Regions from separate parts of the Rattus norvegicus genome. Here all the other regions are linked to region 3. The links are chromatin contacts, called in public Hi-C maps. All regions are on one chromosome and are shown on one strand. Each heading gives the region's core, a stretch centred on a gene start, on an enhancer-like site or on the middle of the called end of the contact. The rest is flanking DNA. Distances are from core to core; before and after follow the strand shown.

Evidence for each region. A called contact is a pair of places that touch in the nucleus more often than the background predicts.
Region 1: a contact with region 3 is called in a Hi-C map of liver, with 4 times the contacts expected there. The contact joins the promoter of Slc38a10 here to the enhancer-like site in region 3. A contact is called at or near these places in 3 of 12 Hi-C or Micro-C datasets (the A7r5 cell line and liver) and 1 of 1 datasets of contacts at active chromatin or transcription factors (oligodendrocytes).
Region 2: a Hi-C map of the A7r5 cell line shows a contact between it and region 3, with 4 times the contacts expected there. The contact joins two enhancer-like sites. A contact is called at or near these places in 11 of 12 Hi-C or Micro-C datasets (the A7r5 cell line, the Rat2 cell line, Schwann cells and 6 more) and 1 of 1 datasets of contacts at active chromatin or transcription factors (oligodendrocytes).

Annotation. Positions count from the first base shown.
Region 1 is chr10:105,931,826-105,936,719 of GRCr8, forward strand. Slc38a10 (solute carrier family 38, member 10) reads right to left here and starts at 3,218. Exons shown (of 16, transcript NM_001376915.1): 1 at 2,852-3,218. The coding sequence starts at 2,950.
Region 2 is chr10:105,902,467-105,907,154 of GRCr8, forward strand. The region is part of intron 10 of Slc38a10 (solute carrier family 38, member 10); the gene reads right to left. Among named protein-coding and RNA genes, the nearest start is that of Ndufaf8, 25 kb to the left of the region's middle. Within about 2 kb of position 1,800, at least 3 of the 93 cell types and tissues checked have an H3K27ac peak or open chromatin away from gene starts, as enhancers often do. A contact at or near this core is called in the A7r5 cell line, where this site is marked.
Region 3 is chr10:106,093,224-106,098,106 of GRCr8, forward strand. No RefSeq gene overlaps it. Among named protein-coding and RNA genes, the nearest start is that of Actg1, 25 kb to the right of the region's middle. Within about 2 kb of position 2,153, at least 78 of the 93 cell types and tissues checked have an H3K27ac peak or open chromatin away from gene starts, as enhancers often do. A contact at or near this core is called in the A7r5 cell line and liver, where this site is marked.

The DNA.
Region 1 (4,894 bases), core at 1,968-4,467, 160 kb before region 3:
TCAGGATGAAAGGCTCATGCACGAACTATTTACCAGTGGGTTTAGCTACAACCCAATGAAAGAGAGTTCAGTGGCCTTCAAAGGTGACTAGGAAATCAACTCTAGTCCAGCCATGCAAAGAAGTGTTATTAAGGTTCAACGGCACAGACACACCACGCTGCAGAAAAGGGGGGCGTGAAGACAGCTAACTTTGCACTGCCAGGTACAGAACGTTTAAGGAAGACTGGGAGCTGGCCAGGCAACAAGTCAAAGGGCTGAGGGAGGGACAGCTGCTGATCACAGAGGGGCAGAGGAGATTTTGGGGGGGGATAAAGGAGCTCTTCTATGTTCTGACCACAGTAGCCATTGAATACATACATCAAAACCCAAAGGGCCACACCCTAAAACAGCGACGTTTGGTTACACGTAAATTGCTCCTCAGTAACTCTGACGATTAAGGCATCAGTGGTTTGCACCAGGCATGATGGTATGTGTGCTTTGATCCTAGTACTAGGAAGACGAAGGCAGGTGCATCTCTTTGGGTTCAAGGCCATCCTGGTCTGGTCTACGTATCGAGTTCCAGGCCAACCAAGGCTATATAGTAAGACACTAGTAATTGAGGACATAGTTCAGCAGTAGAATGCCTGCTGGAAGTAGACCCTCGGTGCTGTAATAAACAAACAAATAATACAAAATACTAACACTGCTACACCAGAACAGTGTGTCACCAAAAGGGGAGTTGAGAGGAGGGACATGGGGGCTGTCTGTACTTTCTATTCAGTTGACCATAAAGCGAATACTGCTCAAAATAAGTAAGCAAATAAAGTTTATCAATATAAAAAACAAACCACAACATAACATCAAACTCTCACCGGAATGGTCCAAAGACCCACAATACCAAACACTGCAGAGGACACGAAGCATCTGAGTGTCTAACGCCTGTGCTAGCAGGCAAACACACACACACACACACACACACACACACACACACACATATACATACACACACACATACATACACACACACAGAGACACACACACATACACACAGACACTGACATACACACAGACACACACACAGACACTGACATACATACACAGACGTGCACACACACATAGACACACACATACACAGACACACACATACACAGACACACACACACAGACACTGACACACACACACACACACACACAGATACACAGGTCTATCCACAACATTGCATATCAACAACAGGTTGATAACTACACACCATGATCCCACCTCCTCCAAGTCAAACCAGGCCACACCAACCTCTGGCACAACCGAGCAATAGGTGGTAGTCTCCTGGTGGACAGATAAGTGTGCCAGCATTATGGAAATCCTCAGTGTACAGCAAGGTACATATGTTCTTTTACCTCATGAAAATCCATCAAGTGTGCTTTTAAAGTATATGCAGTTTTCCACACACTAAATAACAATGTATCTGTTTTAACTGCCAGAATCACTAAACAAACCCTAAACCCAAAGTTTTCTTTAGGTACCGCTAAACTCTAACACATTCCCCAATACTCTGCTAAACTCAGATGGCTTTGCCCCAAGGTTCCTGGAGGAGATAACCACCCAGTGATAGGAAGTTGACAGGTTTTAGGCACACAGTTCGACTGTTTCTAGTCTCCCTTGCACACTGGGTTCCAAGTTCTCCCAAGCTCTTCCCAAGCAGATCGCCACCTGGCTCGTCTCTGTATGCTTGAGCAGAGGCCTAGCATCCGTGCACAGCAATGTTCCAATCTAAAGACTGCTCAACCACCTGCACCCAAACAGCTAATTTCCCAGTCATCTATGACAGACCCCAAAAAAAAGAGTCAGTCACACTTCACAGACAGGCAGCAAAGATGACAGAGTTCACTTGGAGATTTGAAACCAGCCAACACTCAAGTCCCAGGATGCATTTCTGCTGACAGGAAAAGTTTCCATGGACACTGGGAGACGTAGGCACTCCAAAAACATCCAAAACCACCCCCAACAACTCAACACTGGGGTTCACAACACAGATGTCACCCCGGATGATCTAGCCCTGTTCTTCTGCCTACATCTATCAACCATATCAAATACCTCACCCTAGATGCCTTCTCAATCAGGATAGAATGTAGAGGATCAAAAAAAAACCTCCCCAATTAGAAAAACGTGTTTTCTATTTTTAGACTGAGACATGAACCATAAAACACGCAAAGTAGTTGTTAGTCTAATATTAAATTATCAACAATCCATTTTCACTTCCAAATGCCTATCACGGATTAATCTTCCACATCACCTCCTGGGTGTCATCGGATAGAAGGGGCGATCTTTGCCTTGATTTCCCACTGTCCCAATAGCAGAGGACAGCACACGTGGCAAGAATGAGAGAATCTACCACTTCCTTTGTTAGTCATTACCCAATTTGACGTTTCCATCTGCTTCCGCAAATCATTGGTAGATTCAGCAGAGCCACGTAGAAATATGACCATCTTTTCACGTGGCATTCAACACTGGAATAACATCAAACTTTTTTGTATGTCTGCTTTTCCAACTGTGGTGACACATACACAGATCAGACCAAACGAATACTTTAAATCACCTCGATTAAGCCTTGTTGGTAGCCGAAGCTGAGGACCGGCATGATTCCGTGCAATCCGTCGGAGTCAAACACAGGACTAACAAAAACATTATCAATCTGCTCACTTATCGTTCTCTGTGCTCTTCCGTACGGTGTTAGTAGACGCGGAACGCGCAGATCCAGATCATGCACGACTCGCTTCGAGGACTTTGCTCGGGTCTCTTCCCTACCCGCCGGGCTCACACACCCTTCCCATCAGCGGAGCACTTCAAACCCATGCCCCCGCGACCCCGACTCACCTGTTTGAAGCAGAAAGGCATGGTGAGTACGCTGACCCCCACTATGCTGTTTACGACGTTCGTGACCAGCCCCCACTTGGAGGTGGAGGCGGCGGTCATTTTGAGGGTCTAGGGGCCGGGACGGCGCGACCCTAGATAACCCTAAACCGGGATCAGGGGACCCGCAGACAGGCGTCGCAAAATCAGCCTCCGGACCCTGTCAGACTCCGCAGCAGCCTCACAGCCATGGTTTCAGGTTCCCGCCTCCGCCTCCCGAGAGTGGAGCAGGGACCCGGAAGCGCCGCAGGCAACGCTAGCAACACCTCAGCTCCGCTTCGCTGCCTCCGGCACACAAACTTCCGCCTTCGGAGTGTACTCTGCCAGGAAGTGACGGTATTAAGGGCGGGATGAGGCGGGACAGCAGCCAACAAGAAGCAGATGTGTATGCTCGAGGAAGCGTGACTCGAGTTCCACCCCCCGGGCGGAGCTAGGTGTAACTCTAGCCAATAAAAGGTATGTGGGGGCGGGACTACGGGACGTGGGGCGGGGTCTGAGTCGGGGCGGAGCCACAATCTGGGTTCTGGGTTCCAGGCTGTCTTTGAAGTTTTGCTCCTTCGCTAGTGACTGAGGCAGCTCTAAGACGAGAGTCTTGCGGGGTACCATCTCTAGCCGGAAGAGCAGAAGAGGAAGGGAAGGACTTTCCGGTGAGGAGTGGGCTCTTGAGGGTTAATTTTCAGGTCCTTGCCCACAGGAAGGATTTTGGGTCGCGATTGGAGGACCTTTCTAAACTGAAGCACTTAAGTTTTACAGATGAATCTTCAGGACACCGTGAGGTTTGGAGATTCAGCAAAATCACACAGCCTGTAGGAGAGAGCACGGGGATGTGTCTGTTGGTACTCAACGGGGGTGAAAGTAATCTACTGCCCTAGCAAAGGAAAGGTAAAGAGGAGAGACGAGAGAAATCTAGGATTTCAAGAGAAGGTGGCTTCTGTACTTGAAGAACTAATGAGAATTCTTCCTGGAGTAATGCGCACACTAAGGACAGTAGAGAAAGAACCCTCCCACATGGAAGCGGATGACTGGCACTTGGCAGTGTCCTTAGTGGCAATGTCTGTGGTGAATGAATGCCTAGGGACCTGAGGTCTGAGAAAGACCCCACAATATTTCCAGGAGGCCAGAGCTGTGCATGCAAGGAGAAACTTCAAGCTGCCTTAAGAGGCTCTCCTAGAAAACAATTTGATTTCTATGCAAGATCATGCACCTTAGACAAGGGACAAATTCTTCCAGCCTCAGACAGAGCAGTGTCTGGGTCAGAGCTCACGCAGATGTGAGAGAGAGAGAGAGAGACAGAGAGAGAGAGAGAGAGAGAGAGAGAGAGAGAGAGAGAGAAAACAATAACAACAAAAACAAAACAAAACAAAAAAACAGGAAACGCCAGGGTAAAGAACAATCAATGGCCTAAGCCATTAATGCCAGCATTCAGAAGGCAGAGACAAGCATATCTCTTGAGTTTGAGGGCAGCCTAGGCTACATTAAGTGAGTTCCAGGACAGCCAGAGCTATGTGGAGAAACCCTGTCTCAAACAAAACAGAGTAATTGAATACAAAGCCAAAAATAGTACTCATCTGCGTTCACTGTTTGCAAAGTCATTGTCCACAATCTATAAAACCAGCTGCTGTATTCCCATAACCATGTAACTGACATTCAGCCTTAAGAGGGAGACAGGACTGGAGAAATGGCTCAGAACGCTGTCTGTTCATCTAGAGGTCCTGAGTTCAATTCCCAGCAACCACATGGTGGCTCACAACCATCTGTAATGATATCTGACTCTCTCTTCTGGTGTGTCTGAAGACAGCTATAAAATCCTAGCTCAATTGGTTAGCACATGGTGCTAACAATGCCAAAGCCACAGGTTCGATCCCCGTACTGGCCAGTAAGGTATATAGACTCTGGGGCTGGAGAAATGGCTCAGCAGGTAAGAGCACTGACTGTTCCTCCAGAGATCCTGAGTTTAATTCCCAACAACCACAACCATCTGTAATGGGATCCGATGCCCTCTTCTGG
Region 2 (4,688 bases), core at 550-3,049, 190 kb before region 3:
GTTGAGAACAGCAACACAGAGGCTGGCTGGTAGACTCATGGCAGATCTGCAGTATCTTCCTACGTCAGTCAGAAAGGAGTTCAAACAACCAAGACCCTCAGAAACATAGTTAACGGCACAGATCGAGCCCTGGCATGATGCAGTCAGTGTGTGTTTAAGACAAAGCACATCAGACTGTGACCATGCTTGCTCATCCTTATGTGAATGCAATAGGTCATGTATGCATGGAAACATGTAAAGGCAGTCCCAACTGCATGAAGACAACTCCCACCACAGGCACCATGACAACAGGCACCATGACGACAGGCACCATGACGACAGGCACACAAGGACATACACAGACAAAAGAAACAGGAATGTAGTAATGGGAAAGAAGGAAGTGAACCAAGAGACCCAGGGAGGACTCAGTGAGGTGGACAGGAAAAAAACGACTATAGGAAATCCACAGATTCCCTGCACATAAATGGGTACAGTCAGCACACCAAAAAACCAGACCCCGTACAGAAGCCAAGTGCTGTAGACAGGGAGCCAGACTGAGAAGACCTGAGGTGACAGCGGAGTCATGGAAGCCATAGCCACTTGATGAATAGGAGGATCATGGTGGAACTGCACAGGAGCCACTACACAGGCTCACGGTCTTAGTGCATCTGTAGCACTAATGCACTCCAACGAGAACAAGACCAAAAGGGAGCTTAGCTTTCTCAGATCGGTTGATTCAAACTTCATTAATAAAAGAAATCAAACAACATTGTTGTTCTCATCGTTAATGAGAATAATGAGGAGGAGAGTTTAGAGTTAGAAAGCCAGGCATGAGAGCAAAAGCCTTAATCCCTGCATTCAGGAGGCAAAGGCAGGTCTCTGAGCTTCAGGACAGCAGACAGGGCAGGGCTCTGGTAGGGACCTGGTGTACACACATGAAGCCTGAGGTCAGATCTCTAGCACTGCATGAGCCAGGCCTCATGGTGCACACCTGAGACAGAGGCAAGAGAATCTGAAGCATTATGTGGAAGGTTTGAGGCTAGCCTGGGCTACACAAGACCCTGTCTCAAAGGCCAGGCTATAAAATAAAAACAAACAAGTATACCAGATGCTATGATGCTGTGCTGGTGAGGAAAGCAGGAGAGGAAGAGACCAGTAGCAGACTGATGTAAGGCCAACTAAATGAAAAACCAGGAATTTATTCTATGACACCAAGACCTTTATATGAGCCATCACGTGGGTGCAGAGAACCCAACTCAGGTTCTCTGGAAGAAAGTACACACTCTTACATGCTAAGTAAACTCCCCAGCCTAAGAAAATCTCTTTCTTTACTTTCTAGATTTATAAAATTTATTTTATGTGTATGAGGGCTTTGCCTTCACAAGTGTGCACCACATGCCTGCCTCATGCCTGCTGAGGTGGGAAGGTTAACAGACTGTTATGAACCTCCCTGCTGAAGCAGAAGTGGGTCCCTTTCAAGAGCCACGGATCCTCTTAACTCCAGCCCCAAGAAAGTCTAACTAGGATTCCCTCCCACACCCTCTCCAAAACACCTGATGAGGTTAAACACCAGGACTTGACAAACTAGGAAAATCATATGCAATCTGACAGGCAATGAGTTAACCTCACTACCAAACTAACTACTAACTACTAACTGCCACATCAAGTACCTCAGAACACTGTGTCACACAGTTCTCCCCACTTAACTACAGTGCTACATGAGAACACCGAGGTCAGCCATTGGTGACACCGGCTACAGCTCCAGGGAGCAAGGTAAGCACTCAGGGAAAGGCCACAGTCTAGACTCCAGAATGACTCACCAGGTTGGGCACTGAGAACTGGGAGCATGGGCTCCAGCAGCCGCTGCCTGAATTCAGGAGAGAACAAGAGCCCACACGAGCATGCTGCCCGTGTGCCGTTCTCCTCAAGTACAGGCCAGCAGAGAACAGAGATGGAGGAACAGGTGAAGACAGTGAGAATCAACAACACGAGGGCTGACGACAGTTAACCTAGATCCTAGGAGCGAGGGTGCACTGAACCTAGGTTTACCCCAGCTGGCTACAGCCTCTGCCCGTGATGTCATAGGCACACCGGGAAGTCACACCATTCAGAACCTCCGGAGTTTCTTAAACACGATGACTGAAAAATACTAAGTATGCTAGGAGACAGGACTAAACCACAGAAAACCAAGGACCGAAACTGAACATCAATCGGAAGTGAGGGCTGCTGCTCCTAGATTTACAATGGGTTATACCTTGATGCTACTGAAACTACCTAAAGCTGGAAATAACGGCTATGGCACTGGGCCTCGGCGTCCTCTCTGTTGCTGTGATAAACACCCTGACAACAGCACCTAAGGGAGTAGGGGTTTACTTTGGCTCACAGTTTCAGGGTACAGTTCCGCATAATAAGAAAGGCCTGGTAGCAAGAGTCTGAGGCAGTTGGTCAGCTGCATCTAGGCAGGAAGGTAGGGAGATGGCTGCTCCTGCTCAGCTCACCTCCTCAGTTCTATGATGCCTCAAGACTAGGGATAGCCCTGGCTCACTCCTGGAGTGAGTATTCCCATTTGATTGGGAATGGAGATAAACCCTCACAAACATGTACCGTGGCTAACCTAATCTAACCCATGAAGGTTGTGCCTAGTTTCTCAGGCGATCATGGGTGCTGTCAAGCTGACAACTGACACTAACCATCATGCCATCTCTAGTCTTTTTTTTTTTTTTTGGTTCTTTTTTTCGGAGCTGGGGACCGAACCCAGGGCCTTGCGCTTCCTAGGCAAGCGCTCTACCACTGAGCTAAATCCCCAACCCCTCTAGTCTTTTTTTTTTCCCCTTCAAGACAGGGTTTCTCTGTGTAGCCCTGGCTGTCCTGGAATTCACTATGTAGACCAGGCTGGCTTCGAACTCAGAGATCCACTTGCCTCTGCCTCTTGAATGCTGAGATGAAAGATGTGTGCCATCATCACCCTGGCTGCCATCCTAGTCTAGAGTCACCAACTTCTCTGAGAGTGGGCTATATGGAGTTACAGCCTGCCATGGCTGCCCAATGCTACATGGGTCTTGCACATCACTGGCGTGAGAAGAGCAAACTTCCACGCACAGCATCTGTGAGGCAGCTCAGTTGTAAAATGCTGCTGTATAACCACGAGGATCTCTGTTTAAAGCCCTAGTAACTGGGTAGGGTCCAGGTTCAGGGAGAGAAAAATAAGGTGCAGAATGGTAGAGGAGAAGATACCATTGGCCTGAATAGACACACACACACACACACACACACACACACACACACACACATGCATACATGCATACATACACACACATACACATACACATATACACACTTGCATACATACATATACACATACACATACAAGCATGCATACATACACACAAACATACACATATACATACATACACACACACCCTACACACACACACACACACGCACAAACACACACACATATACATACATATATACATACATACGTATACATACACACTTGCACACATACATATATACACATATACACATACACATACAAGCATGCATACATACACACAAACATACACATATACATACACACATGCATACATACACACACATATACATACATATATACATACATACGCATACACATATACATATACACACTTGCATACATACATATATACATACACACATGTAGACATACATACACACATACATACACTTACAAGCATGCATACATATACATACATACATACACACACACACACACACACACACACGCTCCAACCCCCACATTAATAAGTAATGGCCTGGGGTGGATGGAACTGCCTTTAATCCTAGCAATCAGGAGGCAGAGGCTGCCTGGCCTACACAGTGAGTTACAGGACAGCCAAGGCTACATGGTGAAATCCTATTCATAAAACAAAAACAAAGCTGGCAGTGGTGGTGCACACTTTTAATCCCAGCACTTGGGAGGCAGAGGCAGGTGGTCCTCCAAGCTCAAGGCCAGCCTGGTCTACCTCTAGGACAGCCAGGGCTACACAGGCAACCCTGTCTTAAAAAAAGTAAAAGACAAATGGAAAGTCTTGCCTAAGTGAGTTGGTGGCAGGTGAAGTGGGTGTGACTGCAGGTAGAGGAAGAGCAGCACACCCTACACATCCACCCTGCACAGCAGAGCATTAGTAGGAAGAAGAACAGAGACTGCTCGTTGCTCTTCTTGCTGTAACTAAGCACCAGACAAAACAGCTTAAGCCCAGAAGGCTCATCAAGGCTCCAGCTGGGAGAAGGCAGGTGGCAGGTCACACTGACATCATCAATCGGCATCAATCAGGCGGGCAGACCTGAGTCCTGGTGCTCCGCCCACTCACTCCTCTCTAGTCAGCCCCAGACCCCAGGCCTTGGCCTTGGGATGGCAGTTAGAGGCTCCTCCCATATCAATCAAGCCAATGCAGCCACGTCCAGAGGGTTGTCTCTAACGCGATTCTAGATCGTGCTGACAAACAATATTAATCATCACAGAGACACACCCACACCAAAAACAAAACAAAACAAGCCAACAAGCCTAAGAGTGGATAAAGCTAAGCTGAGCAGAGCAGACTAAAGCAGCTATAAAACCACAGACACATGGAGCAGGCACTCCACAAGGTAAAGCATCAGCGAATCAGTAAAGCCTCAGACTAAAGAGCAGACTCAAGGGCTAACAGGATGTAAATCTACAACTAGGA
Region 3 (4,883 bases), core at 903-3,402:
TGCATGCGCTGAGCCTATAATTGCCAATTGCAAGACACTAGACTTGGGTTGGAGAGATGACTCAGCAGTTAAGAGCACTGACTGCTCTTCCAGAGGGCCTGAGTTCAATTCCCAGCAACCACATGGTGACTCACAACCATCTGTAATGGGATCTGATGCCCTCCTCTGGTGTGTCTGAAGACAGCTACTCAAATACATAAGTAAATAAATCTTAAAAAAAAAAAAAAAAAAAGACACTGGACTGCACACAGCACATCCTCCTTGCAGTTACCCAAGTCATCCTGTTGTTATCACCTTATGATGAGACGGGGGTGTTGTCAGTGTCCCTGCTGCCCACAACCACACCTGCCAGATGCCACATTCTCAGAACACCTGGTATCGCCTCCTTGTCCCTTGCCCTTTCTCTGCTTTGTCCACCACCCAATTCCTACCTGCCTTTAAAAGCTGCCTCAAGCTTTCCTTGGTCTCCATTTTTGTGAGGAGCCTTTCTAGACTTCTTGTGGTTCCCGAGCTTCACCTGGACTTGAGTGTGGCCACAAAGTGAACCATAAACTTTTCCAAGCCTGAACCGCGCTTTCCCCCTACCCCCACCCCCGTCCCCCTCAGGCACCTCCAGGGCTGAGCCCATCCTTACAGAAGTCTCACAGACTTGTTGAATGACTAAATGCTTCCTGCCTCAGTCATCCGGGCAAACTCCAGTGTGTGCCGAATGACGAAGCAGGCCCTTGAAAGGACACCAGTAAATTGGATCCAAGTCCCAGAGACGGAGCTTAGGTCCCTGCTATGCCCTGAGACCTGCGGCTTGCGGAGCCGCGCAAGCACCTAAAGAAAAAGCACATCCAGCAGGGCAGCTGAGGGACCCAAACAGCGTCTTCCACTTTGCGACTTGCAGGATGTCTTCTGTGGGGACAGAGGTTCGACCCAGCGCCACCCATCCATCCCAAGGCTGCACAGGCGGACAGCTACCGGGCCTCACCTATGTGACATCCGCCTACTGCTCGCAAACAAAACCCAGTGGTTTTTTTTTTTTTTTTTTTTTTTGGTTCTTTTTTTTCGGAGCTGGGGACCGAACCCAGGGCCTTGCGCTTCCTAGGTAAGCGCTCTACCACTGAGCTAAATCCCCAGCCCCAAAACCCAGTGTTTTAAGACACCTCTATTCACACTTGAGTGCAAGTGCAGGACACAATCCTCTTGCTGGGCCAATGCACCCTGACACACGGCCATAGCTATGACCACCATTACCCCACCTTCCTACCCAGAGCAGTAACTGACTGTAGGCAGTGTTGGCCTCACTCGATTCCTTTGCTCCAACTTGGGCCTCTATTCAGCCAGCGGGAAGCACGGGCAAGTCTGAGGAAAGTATACACCACCCAGCACCTCCCTGCCAGGTCACCGAGTCTCCTTTCCAAGGTCACAGCTCCTGAACGGAGCCTCTTTCTCCACTGTAACTGCCCTCCAGGTCTGGGGTGGCGGCGGCAGCTCCCCTTCGTTGCTGGCTTGGGTACTAGACATCTCTCCTCTAAGTCATGTATTTTCCATTTACTCAACTCTCCTCAAATGTCCCGTCTGAGGGTGCCATAAAAATGTAAGACCGTGTCAATTGCCCGTATCAAAAAAACATTCTAGTATGTTCCACTTGGAGTAGTTTGGAGGGGAAACTAATGGAAACGGCCAGGGGGGGACTAGCCCCCAAGCTTCCACAGAGGCCACCTCTCTTTGTGTCCCCAGGGCATGAGAGGAAGTGTCAAAACCGGACTCCATCCAAGAATGAATTGATGCCTCCGCCACTAAACAGCAGGACCATGTCTTCCTTTCCTCCACCCCACCAGCTCCATCCTCCGAGCCAAACCCAGGTGGCGCTCTTCTGCCTCCCCCATCACCTCCCGTGGGAGCGGGGGACAGCCCAATGTTTGCCCTACCACCTCCCATCCCGGAGGCTCTGCACTCCCAAGGCGCTGCAGGAGCCTGACGACGCCCCCATGGGGACCAGAGGCTACGAGGTCCACTGGCGACCGCAGGGGATCCCCCAGGGCTGAACGGGTCGCCGTCAGGTCCCCGAGGCGCGCGAATCGCGGCCCAGCTCTGTGCCCCGCCCTTCTCTAGCAAGGAACATCACCCCACGTGGGGCCGCTGGGGCTCTCAGTCTTGGCTTGTGATTGGTCGATGTGTAACCAATTAGAGGGCCTCTGCTGTTCAGGCTACGCCGATTGGCCAAGAGAAGGCGGGTGGGACGGGAGTGGGGCGCCCTTTTGTTCTTTGCGCCCGCGCCGCTCGCCCGCTCCGGTCCCGCCACCTGCGCGCCCACTCCGGCCCTGCGCGCCTCCCGGAACCCCCCGCTTGTTCGCACACGCGAACTAAGAGCAGCCGCCTGCAACGCAGCCCTCTTAGGGTCTGACCTTGGACGAGCTCTTTTATTCTCCGTTCCCGGGTTTCTTAGCCTCGTTTTCTCCTTGTCTCCTAGGAATTGTGGCGAAGAACAGAACCAACCTGGCAGCAAGCTCCGAATGTTTCTAAAAACCTAACATTCAGTGATAGAAGGGCTCTGGATCCTTCTTAAGAGTGAGGCCACGTGGGAAACTGCTTAGAGAGAATCTTTCCCATCCTGAGCCTGTTTGCAGAATGAGCTCTTTTCCTATCCAAGTCTCACACAGGCACGGTGGGGGACAGAACTTCCGCCGCCCTGACTGCCCATCTATGCTAACCTTCCCTAAATCTTTCTTCAGTCAGTCAGTCAGTGGTAGTGGACTCCGTCGGGAGTGGAAAGTGGTGCCTCAGAAGCCCAGAGCCAGCAAAAGGAGAGAGCTCTCCAGGCGGAACTGGGTGTGTGTGTGTGTCAGGGGTCAGGTCTGGTTCTTCTGACCTCTGGTCCCAACATCTTCCGTCTAGAAACTGCTTCAGCATTTTCCACAGCAAAGCTGTGGCCGCAGAGAGGCCACAGTGCTGCGGGCTGTGGACACAGACACCCAGTCTCCACACAGCCTGTGCGGGGGGGGGGGGGGGGGGGCGGGATCAGGGAACCCTCAGTATCCCCATAACATGAGTGAACTTGGAAAAGTCCCTGCTCAAGCCCAGGTTGGTGGAAGAGAGAGAGTAGTTGGGGTGGGGGTGCATTTCCAAGGTCCTCTCCTAGAACTGGAAGTCTAAAAGACCCTATCACAATTAAAGTGCATTTCTAGCAAGCAGGACATCGACACCTGCAACCTTCTAACAGTCTGACACTAGTGGCCTCTGTCAGGTGTCTGTCCTAAGGACTGTGTGCTGGAGGCTACACCTGTGGGCTCTTTCCCTGGGTGGCTGAGAAAAGGTGAATGTGGGGGTGGGGGCATCCCCATCCCATGAAGTTTTAAACACACTCCTCTCCCTGCTGTTTTGAGGCCAAAAAGCCTCTGTGCTGGTAAGAGAGAGTGAAAGTTACTGGACTGGTTGGGGTGGGAAGAAATCAAGTGGGGTCTGGTACTGGTCCTGAACCCTCAAGGCTCCCAGGCATCTGGGCTCCTCTGCCTCCAGCATTTAGCCCTTTGGAGCTCTATAGTTCCCAAGTCAATCCAGCCTCCCCAACTGGAAGTATTCATCAAGAGATGAGACTCCCCAGGTGTATAGGGGGAATCCCATTGTAGAAGTATTTATTAGGAAGGGTGTGGGGTCTCCCACCAGGAGTAGACCCAGATGGCCAGGACAGACCTTGCCTGGGAGCCTGACTAAGCTGTTCCCATATCCCTCCTGTGCAGGCTGCTCTCAGACAGCCTCAAATGCCTCTCTCCAAAGATCAGGACTGGGGCTGATGGAGGAGGGGTGCGTTTTATGAGTCGGGCAGAACCATTGGTCACCTACAGTCACTGCTGGCCACACAAACACTCTTTTTTTTTTTTCTTTTTTTTTTTTTTTTTCCGGAGCTGGGGACCGAACCCAGGGCCTTGTGCTTGCTAGGCAAGCGCTCTACCACTGAGCTAAATCTCCAACCCCCACACAAACACTCTTAAGCACCTACCAAACTGCCTGTCCTCCGTGGCCGTGCTAGGGTGTCTTCACTATTAATCTGAAGTCAGGCAACAAATCCTGGGCTCCCTGAGAACCCCAGGGGGGGGGCCAGTAATTAGCAGGGATCTGAAGAAGGCAGGAGCCCCAGGCTTTTGAGAGAGCGTTGGCCAACTTGAGATCAGGAGTCGGTCAAGAGTGTAGGAAATAACTTGAGATGGGGCCACCTGGAGTAGGTCTCTGTGGGTATCCAGCTGTGGGTGTCTGTGAACTGACTCCTGGCCACCAGACCAAGCGACAGGAAGGACACATCAAAGGAGGTAAATACATAGACGCTGGAAGGGCAAGGGACAGGGTAACAGTGGAAGTCACCGTCACTGGGGAACCCGTCTCTGCCTTTGTGTTCGATGTTGGAGGCCCGGTGACAGACAACACTGGCGGGTCTGCACATATTCCGCCTGTAAGCATCGGGCAGCATTATTCCATCTGTGTCCGACATGGCCCCGTTTACAAAGGGCACCTAAGCAGCCTCCCTGACCTGGGGAATCGACCTTACAGCCTGGTTTAAGAAGTTGCCACCAAGTGGGTTGGAGAACTTTAGTCTAAGCTCACTTCTGCAGTCTCTCGCTTCGCTCTGGCTTTCAGTTTACAATTCGAGTATGAATCTGGAAATCTGGCATTCACACAACAGGGGCCCTCCCATAGGAACCAGTTGGCCAGTAGGAGCGGTGCGGGAGCGCCCTCCAGCGCTCATATTCAGCATGGCAGCTGACGGGGGACGAGAAGGCAGGGGACTAAAGAAACGAACTGTTTATCAGAGAGGGAATAGTAAGATGCCTCTTATGCTGGGTGCGCTGATGCTCTCTTGTGACCCTGACTCAGATGGTTGAGGCAGGAGGATCTTGAGT